Linked DNA regions of Mus musculus: regions 1 and 2 are each linked to region 3. Evidence: chromatin contacts called from public HiChIP or PLAC-seq data. All regions are on one chromosome and are shown on one strand. Each heading gives the region's core, a stretch centred on a gene start, on an enhancer-like site or on the middle of the called end of the contact. The rest is flanking DNA. Distances are from core to core; before and after follow the strand shown. Region 1 overlaps Fggy (FGGY carbohydrate kinase domain containing). Region 2 overlaps Fggy (FGGY carbohydrate kinase domain containing). Region 3 has its middle 16 kb from the start of Jun.

The links. HiChIP or PLAC-seq counts read pairs in DNA pulled down with a chosen protein or histone mark.
Region 1: a contact with region 3 is called in a BATF HiChIP or PLAC-seq map of CD8 T cells, with 9 read pairs. The contact joins two enhancer-like sites. A contact is called at or near these places in 1 of 39 promoter capture datasets (frontonasal cranial neural crest), 1 of 15 datasets of contacts at CTCF or cohesin (the NIH/3T3 cell line), 4 of 484 Hi-C or Micro-C datasets (bone marrow-derived macrophages, nephron progenitors, olfactory sensory neurons and 1 more) and 8 of 115 datasets of contacts at active chromatin or transcription factors (CD8 T cells, bone marrow-derived macrophages, craniofacial prominence and 5 more).
Region 2: a BATF HiChIP or PLAC-seq map of CD8 T cells shows a contact between it and region 3, with 5 read pairs. The contact joins two enhancer-like sites. A contact is called at or near these places in 1 of 39 promoter capture datasets (frontonasal cranial neural crest), 5 of 484 Hi-C or Micro-C datasets (the C2C12 cell line, bone marrow-derived macrophages, nephron progenitors and 2 more), 5 of 115 datasets of contacts at active chromatin or transcription factors (CD8 T cells, bone marrow-derived macrophages, craniofacial prominence and 2 more) and 2 of 9 other capture datasets (adipose tissue and liver).

Annotation. Positions count from the first base shown.
Region 1 is chr4:95,706,726-95,711,118 of GRCm38.p6, reverse strand. The region is part of intron 6 of Fggy (FGGY carbohydrate kinase domain containing); the gene reads right to left. Among named protein-coding and RNA genes, the nearest start is that of Fggy, 150 kb to the right of the region's middle. Within about 2 kb of position 2,743, at least 13 of the 459 cell types and tissues checked have an H3K27ac peak or open chromatin away from gene starts, as enhancers often do. A contact at or near this core is called in CD8 T cells, where this site is marked.
Region 2 is chr4:95,622,156-95,626,620 of GRCm38.p6, reverse strand. It overlaps Fggy (FGGY carbohydrate kinase domain containing), which reads right to left. Exons shown (of 16, transcript NM_001113412.1): 5 at 3,052-3,140. Among named protein-coding and RNA genes, the nearest start is that of Fggy, 67 kb to the right of the region's middle. Within about 2 kb of position 2,545, at least 28 of the 459 cell types and tissues checked have an H3K27ac peak or open chromatin away from gene starts, as enhancers often do. A contact at or near this core is called in CD8 T cells, where this site is marked.
Region 3 is chr4:95,033,502-95,038,354 of GRCm38.p6, reverse strand. No RefSeq gene overlaps it. Among named protein-coding and RNA genes, the nearest start is that of Jun, 16 kb to the left of the region's middle. Within about 2 kb of position 2,719, at least 12 of the 459 cell types and tissues checked have an H3K27ac peak or open chromatin away from gene starts, as enhancers often do. A contact at or near this core is called in CD8 T cells, where this site is marked.

The DNA.
Region 1 (4,393 bases), core at 1,494-3,993, 670 kb before region 3:
ATAACCTGAATATGGCCACTAAAATTGATGTGTTGCAAACTTAATATCCAGAAAAAAAACTGATGAGAAAGGGCCTTTAGGGATATGGATGAGTGCATTAATGCTCATATGTAAACAGTCTGGAGTGATGAGTTTACTCTCTTATCCTGTCTTTCTCCCTGTGAGAACACAGAAAGTCAACCAATATCAGACCCCAGTAGATTGTCTCCAAAACTGGGAGACACAGAGTACTAGTGTTCATAAATGCCCTAGTCTGTAGTATCATGGAGCATATACAGATTGGTACACCCCTACACACACACACACACACACACACACACACACACACACACACACACACATGTCACTGTATAAGCAGACAGTTTTCAGTCTTCACCTCCCTCTGCTTACAACCACAGAGACCCTTCCTCCACACTGTAAACATTCCTGGTCTGGCTATATTGATGGCTTTTACAGATATCTGCAGGCACCCTCAGCCTTGTCTTTCATGAGCTGGAATTGCTCAAAGCTTTCTCACATCCATTTCTATTCCCTCTCTAAAGATGGTAACACATATCCACAGCATCCGATGACAGTCCCACTGCTGACATCCATCCTTACCTACTTCCCCAGCATAGACCAATACTATTTGTAAGGTATTTACTAAGCACTCATATTCTGAATTGTTTTCTATTTGCTATGTGCCATTGAGTATGCTCTAGCAGCCTATAACAAGAACGCAAAGACAATAAAAAATAAAATAGACTAAAGAGTAAATGAATCCAAGGGTGAACACAAAATGAAGTGAGATGAATTTATTAGTGCTCACAAGCCCACTACAAATGAGTCTCCAGTTTGCTTTGCATACTCAATGTAGCAAAGGGGTTAAGGGACATTGTGGAAGTTGCTCAATGTGATATCTATGTGAAACAGAAAAAAAATGAAAGTCATTATTAAAGAGAGGAGAGAGAGAGAGAGAGAGAGAGAGAGAGAGAGAGAGAGAGAGAGAGAGAGACAGAGAGAGAGATTGATTGGTTGTGTTCTTATACCAGACAAGATCTACCCCATCAATGACACATTAAGAGAGCCTCAGGGAAGAACTAACTTTCACAGCACTAGAAGGTAATATGCAAGCTTCTAAGGAAGGAAAGAAATAGTCTTACCCAGCTATAATGCCCATAAACCACACCAATGACCCACATGACAAGACTTCCCTAAAAGTGCAACAGTGACATTTATATCTTGGTGGTAACTAATAGCCATCTAACTGTACTCAAGGCCTGCTTAGCAGGTGGGAAAACTAGTCAACTGCACCTGGCTTGTGAGGCCATGGATCTTAGACGAGGACCTACAAGATCCATTGTGGTAAACAAGTTTAATTCCTAACTGTAGTCTAAATACTTATCTGCACATGGACAGATAAGCATAGATCTTAACAACCATCAAAACACTTGGTTTTTTTTGCAACAGCAGGGGACCATTATAAAAAAAGCCCAAATGGTTAAAATGAACAACTGATACTAGGGTGCCTATCGCCAGCTGATAAACCAGAAAAAAAAAAAACCAACAACAACAAACAAACAAACAAACAAAAAACCTCCTGCACCTGTGTCTCAGGAAACCCTGAGGAAAAAAACATGAAAGTATTTTAAGAGCCATAAATCCATGAAGGTTGCTATAAGATTGTGCCTTCTAGCTATTACAGAAAAAACTACACTAATGAAATCACAACAGCATGTTCTTAATCAGGACTTGAACAATTCAAACAACAGTTGGCATCACAATGCAGATGGGAGCAATCTCACCAGGTCCCATGCCTAGATGAAGAGGTAAATGCGATTAAAAACTGATGAGATAGGGAGAATTGGTCTTTCCCAGGGATTAGTCCCCTGTGTGGTTATCCAATGCTAAGTACTCACCACTAGAAATATGAATATATATGTACGTATATATTCATAATATGAACATATATATGTAACACTGAAAGAACTCTGCAGGCTGTATTTATATGATGATTTGTTCCTATGTCTATACAAAGGCTGAAGAAAAAGAATCCATAAATTCAGGTTGGACATGGGGGAACAGAATGGTGAATGGGGAAGGATAATGCAAATATATTTTAGTTCAATTTTTAAAAGGCTTTATATGAAGTCACTGAAGTTACCAAGCAGATATACTGCTTGCCCTTTGAACCCCACACAGGTTAAGTACTGGTTTGGTAGTACAAGGCAGCATCAGGTTGCAAACTCATGTTAGTCTAGCTCCCCAACAGTTACCCCAAAGTAAGTCTGGAAAATAAACACTGTTTTCCCCCAGTAGCAAGAGTCAACCTCAGACCTTTGTGCATGGTGTGCATCACAGAACAAGCAAGACACTGCAAAGATTTTGCTTTTAACAACGTGCTGGCAGCTGAGTTGCTTCAGTTTAAAGCCAAGATACAAAGTCCTTGACAGAAAAGGGCAGGAGGAGGGGCAAAGAACATGAAGTATTAATAAGCCTCATAAAATCATTACCTTGTCCCTTAAGTAGCTTCTGAAATAGGAACAGCAGGGAAGAACACCAATAGGGGTATTTGGTTTGCTCTCCCCTCCCATACGTTGTATATTTCTACAGGTAAAATGGTATGAAAATTTAACAGAATTTTAATGTCATTCTCTAAGTTTTATGATACCACAAAGAGATGATCTTCATTCTGCTCACCACAAGAGGAGATGGGTCACAGAGTAGGTGGATCCATGACTCATTACCTCCCAGAACCTGCAGAGGCTGCCTGAGTGGCAGGCAAACTTCTGGGATCAATAAAGTTCAAGGCAAGGCAGCGCCTGCCAGAAGGCCTTAAAGAAAGTCATTAGTCAACTAGTGACCCGACAAACTCATCACAGCAGCCCCCTGTTGTGGATTCTCAGAAAGGTTGATCTGTGCTGAGAAACTTAAAAGGTCATGGGTATCTAGAAGTCAAAACTCACAGAATGGGGTTGAGGGAAAGAAACCACAGAAGAACCATGGAGACAGGGGTAGGTCACCTCAGACACCAAGGTCACCACTTACCTTCTGCGTGACCATGAAAGTGAGGCATAAGAGTGATGACATGTCACATGCAATGCAAAAGCTAGTGGGGCACAGGAGAAGCCTCTCAAGAATGCTGGATGAACCCCTCTCTAAATGAATGACAATGATGACATAGCATCTAGTGTGCACAGGATCTAGATGCAAGTCCTAGGCGAATAGCCTTCAGAGAAAGGAAAAGTAAACTAATTGTGTACTTGATGTGATTAAAACTACTAGTTCAGCCTCTCAAGGAAATATTCTGTTCCTTCTTTCCAGGAATGTCAGGAGCCATCTCCTCAGCTTCTGCGGTGGTACTCAGAAAGAGGATTCATAAGTGAAGGTGAGAGGTCTCTTCCAATCAGCACCAATGTGCTTGAGTGACAGGCGGCCTGGAATTAAAATCTTGCTGAATGCCTACCATGCTTGTCTTGGGAAAGGTGATTTCAGGAGGTGAGTCAAACTCAGCCTGTTCAACTGTTTCACACTGATTGCTATATCCAGGTCCCTGCTCCTCTAATGATACCACTCCCTACCTGCATTGCTGTGGCGTTTTAACTGTGAGGCTCCGAGGAAAACACATGTCTTCAAATGCAATCTGAGCTCTCTTGAACTGAACCTCTGGCCTATGAGATTCCAGAATCTATGGCTTTTTAAACCTATGACCTTGAACACCAGAATGCCCTGCACTGTAGTTTCTTCATTAGTATAATGATACAATATTACCTACCAAGACTGGTTAGGAAAATTAGATTAATATTAAGAAATCACCTTGAAGCGATTGATATACAATGCATGAACATCTGCTTGGTTTAGTCAACCTCAGCAACCTAACACTCTAGTTAATCTACGTAACCACTAAGTTTACAAACCATAACCACTAAGTAACCACTAAGTTACACACAAACCATAGGGAATCTGCATTTTCCCATTTCCTGTATTTTAAATAAAAAGGGAGGACTATACATGTACACCGAATAAATATATCCCACCAAAAGAGACAACTGGAGTTGGGAGGCAATTTGGGGGCAGGGGAGAAACCTAGGGCAATGGAAACTCCCAAAAATCTATTAGGATGGCCCTAGCTAATACTACTAGTAATAGGGAATATTTTTCCTGAACCTGCTATCTCCTGTAACCAGGCAAGACTTCCAGTGGTAGGCTTCATATACCAACCCAGCTGTAAAACCTTCAACCTACAATCCGTCCTGCCAGCATGATGTGCTGGGGTAAAGATGACATAGAAATTGTGGGAATAGTCAACCAATAACTGGTCCAGCCTGAGACCTGACCCATAACATGAGAGGGAGCACATCCATGACACAGTGCCTGGAGGAACAGAAACCAGAGGTCAGAAGGCCCAGAAACT
Region 2 (4,465 bases), core at 1,296-3,795, 590 kb before region 3:
CTTCACATACAACCCGTTTTGATTGCATTTACTGAAAGTCATTTCAAATCGCTTAAGAGAACATATGCATACAAATATATGGATGCATGCAAATATGTTTTTGTCTCATGATGAACAATCTTATTATTCACATCTCTGACTAACCATTTCTCATGATCTGAACAGTTACCCACTCAGTAGTCAGAATGTGGCAAATTACTAACACATTCAATTTCAATTCTTAAATTGCAAAAACAGTACTAACACCAGTACGCTAACAGATGGTGGCTGAGTACCAATTGAATTAAAAATTGTCAATATGCTTACCACAGAAAAAGTGAAGGTCCTTGATAAAGGACAACCACTTTTCATTTTTATTATTATTGCTATTGCTGTTGTCGTCATTATTGTTAATATTTTTATTATTAAAGTAGCAGAAACTCTTTTCATTACTACAGTAGAAAGTGTAGACATGAACCACAAATCAGAAGCCTAGCAGTGATTTTTCTCAGTGACTCAGATAAAAAAGTAAGCAGCTAAATCGAATTCCTTTCTTAGGGGAGAAGGAAAAAGAAGAAAGAAGGGCCTTCTTATACTGTCAACGCCAAAAAACAAGCTTGTAACCTTTAGACCAGGTGAAATCCGATCCCTTCTTAGCCAATAACAAAAAAGAAAAACACCCTCTAGCTTTTTGGCACTGACTTCATCGAAGCCACCCAAAGCAAGCACATGAAAGAGCCAAATGAACACCAAATCAGAACCTCACCTTGACTTTTTGGGTGCCAAGTTCCTGATCTGTTGCCCAGGGTTCTTTTGGCATTGACACACTCTATTTCAGGCCTCATCACCCTTGTTCTAGATGAAACAGACAGGAGGGACTTTTTGTTTGCAAATGCTTTATTATTTAATACTAGATGGCACACACTTATCCACAGTATCCAACTCTCGCTGTAAGGACTCACTGATGAGTAAGCACACTCACCTGGAGAAACAATGGATTTACTGTAGCCAACTGTGGTAAGACCATCGGGACTTCTGTGCAATGTATCAGGAACTTACTGTAAAGACTCTGCCAGAAAGAGGGAACTAGGCAGCCAATTATTTTAAAACTAAAAACACAAGCAAGAACTGGACAGGAACTGGGGCCACCAAGAGGCTCTGTCTCAACAAATAAAAATGGAGACCCATCAACGAGAACACTCAACTTGAAATTTAGACATTTACACAAAAGCACACACACTTACCACACAAATAATACAATGAATGATTCAGGTGCTTGTTATAAAAGAGCGACTTGAGAAAATAGTTTCAATAGGACTCTCACAAGCTTGCAGGAAGTTATGATCCCCACTAACAAATATAGATAGTAAGGCTCAAAAGAAGAGAAGAGACATGCCCAAGGTCACATAACTATTACGAAGCATACATTTCAGTGTGACATCCACAGTGTGTGTATGCTTGGCATTTCATCAAGTTTATTTTAGTCAGGGCTAGCCTCTGAAAGCCCTGACTAAAATGCAGCGGGAAATAACAGGAAATGAGTATGTTCACCATCCAGAGTCACTGAGAAGAGCCAAGGACCAACTCAACACGGAGCTGAAGTGAGTGATAGAGAAACGGCAGGAATGTGAGAAGGGGAAAGATGGAGAGAGAGAAAAAATTGGAAGGAGGGAGGGAGAGAGAGAGGACAGAGGGATGGAGAAATGAGACAAGGAGGAGGAAGTGGCTGTGGCTTAGCAAGCAGTGGCCCCGGATGCTCCTCCTTCTTGGTTTCATTTTTCAGCCCAGCAAAATCACAACTTGTTAGCAGTACCTTGACTAAATAGACACATTTGGCTAAAATAATATAACATTTTGTTCATTACTTCAGAAAAGCAGAAAAATAGACTACAGAATGGCCCTCTCAGAAATTACTTTAGAGAATGCCAAGCCAAGAGAGCAATGCTGAGGATAAGAACTCCATCCACACACCGCCCTCCACAGTGGCCTTGACTGTGAGGAGTTGTACTATCCAGGGCAAAGCACAGACCTCCGTCTTTCTCCAGTCTTCTCTCTTAAGCAGGGTGGAGAACTAAGGATGGGCAAGGACATCATCACCTGGAAGTGGATCCCTTCCCCACTGAGGGGCCGCTGGGGAATGAATCTTTCACTGGGATGGCAGGGGCAGGCTGACATGAAAATGGACACACTTGTGGATTACATCCTTTATTAGTCTCTCTCTGGGAGCCCCTAGACCAAACTCTGACTCTCATCAACTTACCCCAAGAAAAGGCTACAACCGCACCAAGGGTGACAGGCGGAAAAGGAGCCCTAACCCATTCAGGAGCATCTGTCCCATTTCACGGGCCTTATCTGTCCTCTCCAACTGCTTCTTGTCCTCAGCGGTTGCCAGCTCCAGATCCTGACTCCTCCTCAAATCAGAACACCAATCCTTTCTCTAAATCTCTTTGAAGATGAGGTCAAAATGACCATCACTTTGCCGTACTGAGGTTTCACACCTCGCTCTCTTCATTCCCACATACAGCAACCACAACCTCAACTCAGTGAGCATTTGTAAAAGTACTCTCACGTGGAACACAGTTTATTTTTAACATGTGTAAGTTCTCAAATGTAAGCACTGTCTTAACACAGGTCTGGGATAATTCTAGGAGATTTTCATAAAACGTGGCTTAAGTTCACAACACATGCACTCAGCTAACACCCATTTCCTTGCAAAACATATCCTACCCTAACTTCTGAAGCATATCTTTTTCTTTCTTTAATTCACCACATAGAAGAAACCTTCAGAAAGAGTTGGAGTAGGTTCTGAATTTTAATATCTCCCTTCAAATGTGTCCGATTTTAATGACTGGTCTTCACCTTGTATACTCACATTCCCAGCAAGATTGGAAACAATGGGACTTAGGCATATGCAGTGGAGGCAGAAGATAGATTCAAGATGTTTCAAGTATGCAAAATCACATGCAGATGGAAAAACATTATGTCCAGTCAAAGAGAGTTAAGAAAGCAATATATAGAGAGACACCCAGGACTGGAAGAACACAAATAAAATCTAACTTGTAATTAACATACCGTGCTGTGACACCTGTTGCCTTCCATGATAAGAAGTCTGGGAGATCAAAGAAATGTCCCGCCTTATCCCAGCAAATCTCTCTCAAGTTCTGCCAAATTAAATATATATTAGAATCAATTAGGAGTTTTTTTCCCAACTCTTCTCCCCTTTCAAAAATGTTTCAAATTTTTCAAAACAAAAGTGGAGCCAACAATGTTCATGAAAACATCTGTGTAAGGGCTTGGGGGAGGGTGGTATAAAAGTAGTATTTATACAGGAAAGAAAACATGACAATTATTGATCCTTCCAAAAATGACCATAATTTTCCTTTCGTCCCCTTTGCAATCTGGCTAGGGAGAAAACATTTCTGTGGATATGCAACCCAGCCTCTTGGCAAAGGCAAGAGGCTATGCTTCAAACATGGAGTAAGAAGTTAACAGCTATACACAAGAAAAAAAAAAAAAACTACACTAAGTACTACTCAAGGAATCTACAATGTGCCTTGTCATGAAAATTCCCAGCATACTGACTGGTACCAAAGTCAACTCAAAGAACTCCCTGCCTAAGCCAGTATATAGTCAAATCAAGAGGATGTTGGAACATTTAGACATTTATTTTATTCCATATTGTCAAGTAGCCAGATTTTTTTTCTTGCTGCTGGGCTTTCTTTTCATCTACCAAATCTGGACAATTCAGTCCTTACTTGCTGCTCTACTCTTTCCCATGACTCCAGCCCTCCTATACATCGGGTTAACCTTACAAGCACTGGGGTAAGTCCTACTCAAGGTTATACCTAGTTCCATACCACACACATAATTGTTAGGGCAATGTGGTAGTTTAATATGCTTGGCCCAAGGAGTAGCACTATTAGGAAGTATGGCCTTGGTGAAGGAAGGGTGTCACTGTGGGGGATGGGCTTTGCGACCCTCGTCCTAGCTACCTGAAGACAGTATTCTATTTGCCTTCTGGCCAAGAAGTAGAACTCTCAGCTCCTCCAGCACCATGCCTGCCTGGATGCTGCCATGCTCCCACCTTGATGATAATAGACTGGATCTCTAAACCTGTAAACCATTCCGAATTATATGTTGTCCCTTATAAGATTGCCTTGGTCATGGTATCACTTCATAGGAGTAAAACCTTAACTAAGACAGGTAATGTACTCCATTTTTCCTGCTCTGGATGCTCTATGAGGTTAAAGATTTTGGCAACTTTGGTGACCATGATACCTCTCTTCCTACATACTGAGTGGACTTTTGGCTGCTGAGTGGACATTCCATAAGTTTAGTCCTCTCATGATAAGGACTTGATTAGTTGACATGTGACTTAGCTAAGCCACGCACAATTCTTCGTGCAGGATTTTAAAATCAAGGTTGAAATGAAGCCATCCAAGCTCTGTCTGTAAATGGAAACTTGGAAAGGACGAAGCAACTCCTT
Region 3 (4,853 bases), core at 1,470-3,969:
ATGATAGCTGAGTTGAAATCGTTTCTTATTAAAAATCCAATCAGGTCTCCAAGGGCCTGTGTCTTGGTCGTACAAGGGCTGGCAGGTCCTCTCTGCAAGCTGGAGAAAAGTTTTGTTTTGCCAGCTGTACTCAAAGGGGAATATTCTCCGGGCATAGCATTGTGAGCCTGTTTGGTTTGGCTCACAGGCATGTCAGCACATTTAGGAAGTGAAGTCAGAAAGAGGCAGGGTTTCAAACACAACTGGCTGCATGCATACGAACGCCCAAGCAATTAAATACCAAGCCCAAGCAGGGTGCCTATCAGCCTAGGTTCCCCTCTCTGCCTCCAACCACCCCGATATTGTCAGAGAAGCCTCTGAGAATGGCTGAATGCCTGGAAAGAAAGAATTGCCAGCACCCAGGTTTACACAGCATGCTGTCCAGGCTGGCAGTGGTCATCACAGCCAGCCCCCTGCCTCCAGCAGAAGAATGACTAATTTGATGGAGAGACTAGTGTTTCTCCTTTGGATTCTGGAAGTCAAAGTGTAGGAGTAGAGGGGAGGAAGATAATGAATTAGCAGTGCTAATTAGAAGGGAAAGAAAGGGCTGAAGACATGGAATTCTGACAAAGGGACACAATGCCATTATACTCTACCTACAACCTACGCTTAGAGAACAGTGCAGAGATCGGAGCTGCAGTTTAATACCGAACACTGGCTGGGAGTGGGAAAATGGTTAGCTTCTTTGAGTTTCGGCAGCTTTATTTATAAAATGAAGTTAATAATACCTATTTTTCTTAGATTGTTGTAAGGATTAAAAAACGGTAACACATGGGAAAGGTCAGGCATAACTCTGGCAAAGCATAGACATATCCATTAGGACTTTTTGACCTCACGTGACAGAAAATTCAATCTCAGCAGAGGAATGTCACTGAAAAGCCATGGTGGAGGTAGCTGTACATCTGGCTATCTACAGAGCTCACTACTACCTACAAAGTGTAGCCTTTTTATCCTTTATCTCTTGGTACTCCACTTGCTATGGGAATGATCAGCTTCCTCCTCATCTCCAGGTGGCAATGCCCAGAAGTTCAGCTTTCTGTCCACATAAATGTGGTAGATTCAACATTTCCTCATGGGCTCCCTAGATTGTGTTTTGTTGTTTTCATATCCATTTGGGGTTGGGAGCTTATCCGTTGCCTTAAATACAGGTTATCCACTCACCTCTGGAACCAAGATAATGAGTTTCTGAAAACTATTTGGCCATGTAGGGAGGTTGGAGGAGATCTTCAAAGAAAAATCAAGATCTAGGGAGGAGAAGATAGGGAATTGGTCTGGAAGGTCAAACAGAAAACACGTAATGCTTAAGCCTATCTCTTTGGTGACTGTTGAACATAACAAACAGTAAAAGCAGAAAAGAGGATGAAACAAACTGTTATCATGACTGAATCATGAGGAGACACTAAAGGTGAATGTTTGAAGTAGCAAGGAAATCCATACAGTTAAGACTTAAGACCTCCCTCAGGGAAAGGCTCCATACACAGGGCAGAGATTCACAAAGTTCAGCCTAATACCCCATGACCAAAATTTCCCCCTTCTTGAAATGAATCAAATATCATAACACCCAGGATCTGAGATATGCGAGAAGGACCTGAAAACCCCTAGTAATAAAAATTGGCTTTAAGCATACGTGAGCGGAAGGTCCCAGTGTTACAACTGTGAAAACTCTACACCAGACTGATCTCTATTGTGTGTACTGAGACAAGTCTGGGCTAAAATAGGGTAGGGTGAGTAATTTGTGTCACAAATGGCCTTACAACCTTTCCATGTTAGACTACTGTGATAGCTAATCTTCACTGTCAACTTAACTACATTTGAAAACACCTAGAAGACACACCTCTGGGTATGTCTTTTGAAGGAGATTCCAAAGAGGTTTCTGGGAGGGAGAGGAAAGATCTACTCTGAATGTTAACAGCATCATCTCATGGGTTGAAGTGTTAATATGATTAGGAAAAAGGATGAAGCCACATGACAACAAACTGTTGTTGCCCAACTATGGACACAATGTGACCAATCAACTCATGCTACTGCCATCATGCCTACTTTCCCCCATGATATGCTATATTCCCTGAGACTATAAACCAAAATAAACTATTATCCCTTTATGTCCTTTGTGTCAAGTATTTGGCCACACCCATGGGAGAAGAAAAGTAGACATTAATATGGGATTGATTTCCCACCATGCTTACAAAAGATGGTGTTCATTCTACTCCTTCATCCCACATTTATTGAAGTAAACAAGAAAGAGGTAAATAATCCTGGAAGAGAGAGAGCAAGTAAAAAGAGAGAGAGAGAGAGAGAGAGAGAGAAAGAGAGAGACTAACATCATTCAGCATGTTGGCTGCTATCATAGCAGTGAATACAGTGGGGACTGAGAACAAATACCTGTGTAGTAGAGTTCATTAACTTCTCCCTGTCTGTAGAAGGTACTTGGACTTGCATCTTAAAGGAATGAATAAAAGTTGGCCATTAAAATGGTAAGATGGTGTTTTGGTGAGTGGCAACATCAGGGACTAAAGTAAATATGATTCACAGTGCCTGTCAGTCAAACCTCAACTATTTTCAGACCAAATAGTTGAAGTTGAGTTTGTCAAATAAGGAAAAAGACCTATTAAACAGATGTGACTCACTGGCCCAATGGAGCTTTGCTCTTTGTAAAGGACTGCAGGGTCAGAGCAAGCGGTGGTGTACCACAGATGTAGTAAAAGCACTACCAGAGATGTGGGGGGCAGGGCAATGAGGGGATTTACTCAGCTTAGTCACTACAAAAGGCTTCCCTAGGAAGTGACCTTTCAGCTGACACCTGAAAGAATTAGTCAGTGATGTCAAGGTGTGGGCCTGTCCTCTTCAAGGATAAGTGTTAGAAGTAGAGAGGAGACCCATAGAGTTGGGACTTAAGAGTTCTCTCAGGGGAAGTCTCCATATACAGCGCAGGAATTCCAAGAGTTCAGCATAATACTCTATGACCAAATTTAGTGCCCAAGCCCTCTAGTCTTCAACCACCTCAGGAGTTATATGGCAGTTAACAAAGAACAGTCTCTTCCTGAAGGCCTCACTACTTTATATTAATGTACAAGCATGAATCCCTGGCTCTGAGAGACCACTGTTTCTTCTGTAGCTCTTGTGACAGAGCTATGTTTGCATTTCTTCACATAAGCCTTATAGATTTCATCCCAGATGAAGGAACTGAGGCAGTGTGATTATTTAAAAGTCCTGGGACTCTGAGGAACAGGAACAAGATTTTACTTGAAGATCAAGCTCTTGGTATCATCATCACACTACCTCTGTGGATGATGTGGTCACATTTTTCTTGTTGATGTGACAGATACCTGATAGCGATAATTTAAGAGAGATGTTCTTTTTGGTTCATGGTCCATTATGGCACCCGGATCAGCTCTTCTCATCATAGCTGCAACATTAACATCTTAGCCGATCAAGAAACACAGAACCCAGCCTCTAAAGCCACAGTGTAATATTTTTAACATGTCCACTTGCCACAACCTAGAATCGTGGGGGGATTATCTAGATCAGGTTGGCCTGTGGGCATTTCTATGGGGGGAGGGGATTCTCTTGACTGTTAACTTGGTATAGGGAGACTCACCCCATTGTGGGTCTTCTTACCATTTTCCTATGCACTGAGTTTCACTCAAGGTAGAGAAGTCAGAGGAAAGGTGTGTGACAGAAAGCAAGCATAGAAGTGTTGGTTTGTCTCTGGTCTTGACTGTGGGTGTGACGTTACTGGCTGTTTGAGTTTCTGCCTTAACCCTACCCCACTCAATGATGGGTAAGCCAAGTAAACCTTTCTTCCATGCAGTGTTTATCTGAGTGTTTTATCACAGCAACAGAAAGGAAAATAGGATGCCCATGGGTCTACCTCTGCACATAGGCCTCCGGCCCCAAAGGTCCTACGACTACTAGTTGACAAGGAAACTGTAGAAGACATTACATATTCAAGCTGCCATACTGTAAGATTCCAACAGCTCAGCAATGGCTCACTCCTGAGTAGCACCTGTGACACAGAGAGCTTACAGGGAATACCAAGTCCTTTTCCTTAGCACAGGTGGAGAATTGGGAAGCCAAGTGGCCACAGTTTTTTCTCTCTTCAATCTTTCTCTGGGCTTTATGTCCTGTTGTTTGAAGTTCCATTTCAGATGAAAACATCAACAATAAACCACAGTTTGCTAGGCCGCTGAATTTCAAACAGATCTGACAGAAACCTAGAAAAAGTTGGGATTTTTCTCTTTTATACATCAAACATTGCAGTTAGCACTCCTCCGAGCAGCTTGGCTGCATTCTGTAAGGAGAATAGATCATAATAGTGTGTGGGGGTGGGGAGCTTGCTATTTCAACTTGTTCTAGGGTCTTGAGATCTGGATTCATGTCCTGCTTTTGATCTGGCATGTCTGGTTAGCCAAATGTGGATAACCAGTTGTTTCTTGCCCAACTTAGAAGCAGCTTTTTTCCCAAGCACCAAGACAAACCAGAAGCACCCCCTTTGAAAATGTCCTGAGTCTCAGCGAGGATTTGATGCTCACTGTGAAATCACAGTAGCAGACTCAAAACTTAATGTGTTTCCTTACATCCCAAGTCAGCTAGACCTTCTGTTTGCTCAAGTGTGCTGTGGTTTGCCCTGCCCCTTGATGTCTATACAAAAACAAAATCCATGTTTTTACATGAGAAAACTGAAGAAGGAAAGTGGTGATTGTTGGAATGGGAAAAGTGATACAGAGATGAAAGACTCTTGTTTCTTTAAAGTGAGATAATGAGATTTGCTATATGCTCTCTTTACTAGCCCATAGATTAGAAGTATAAATCAA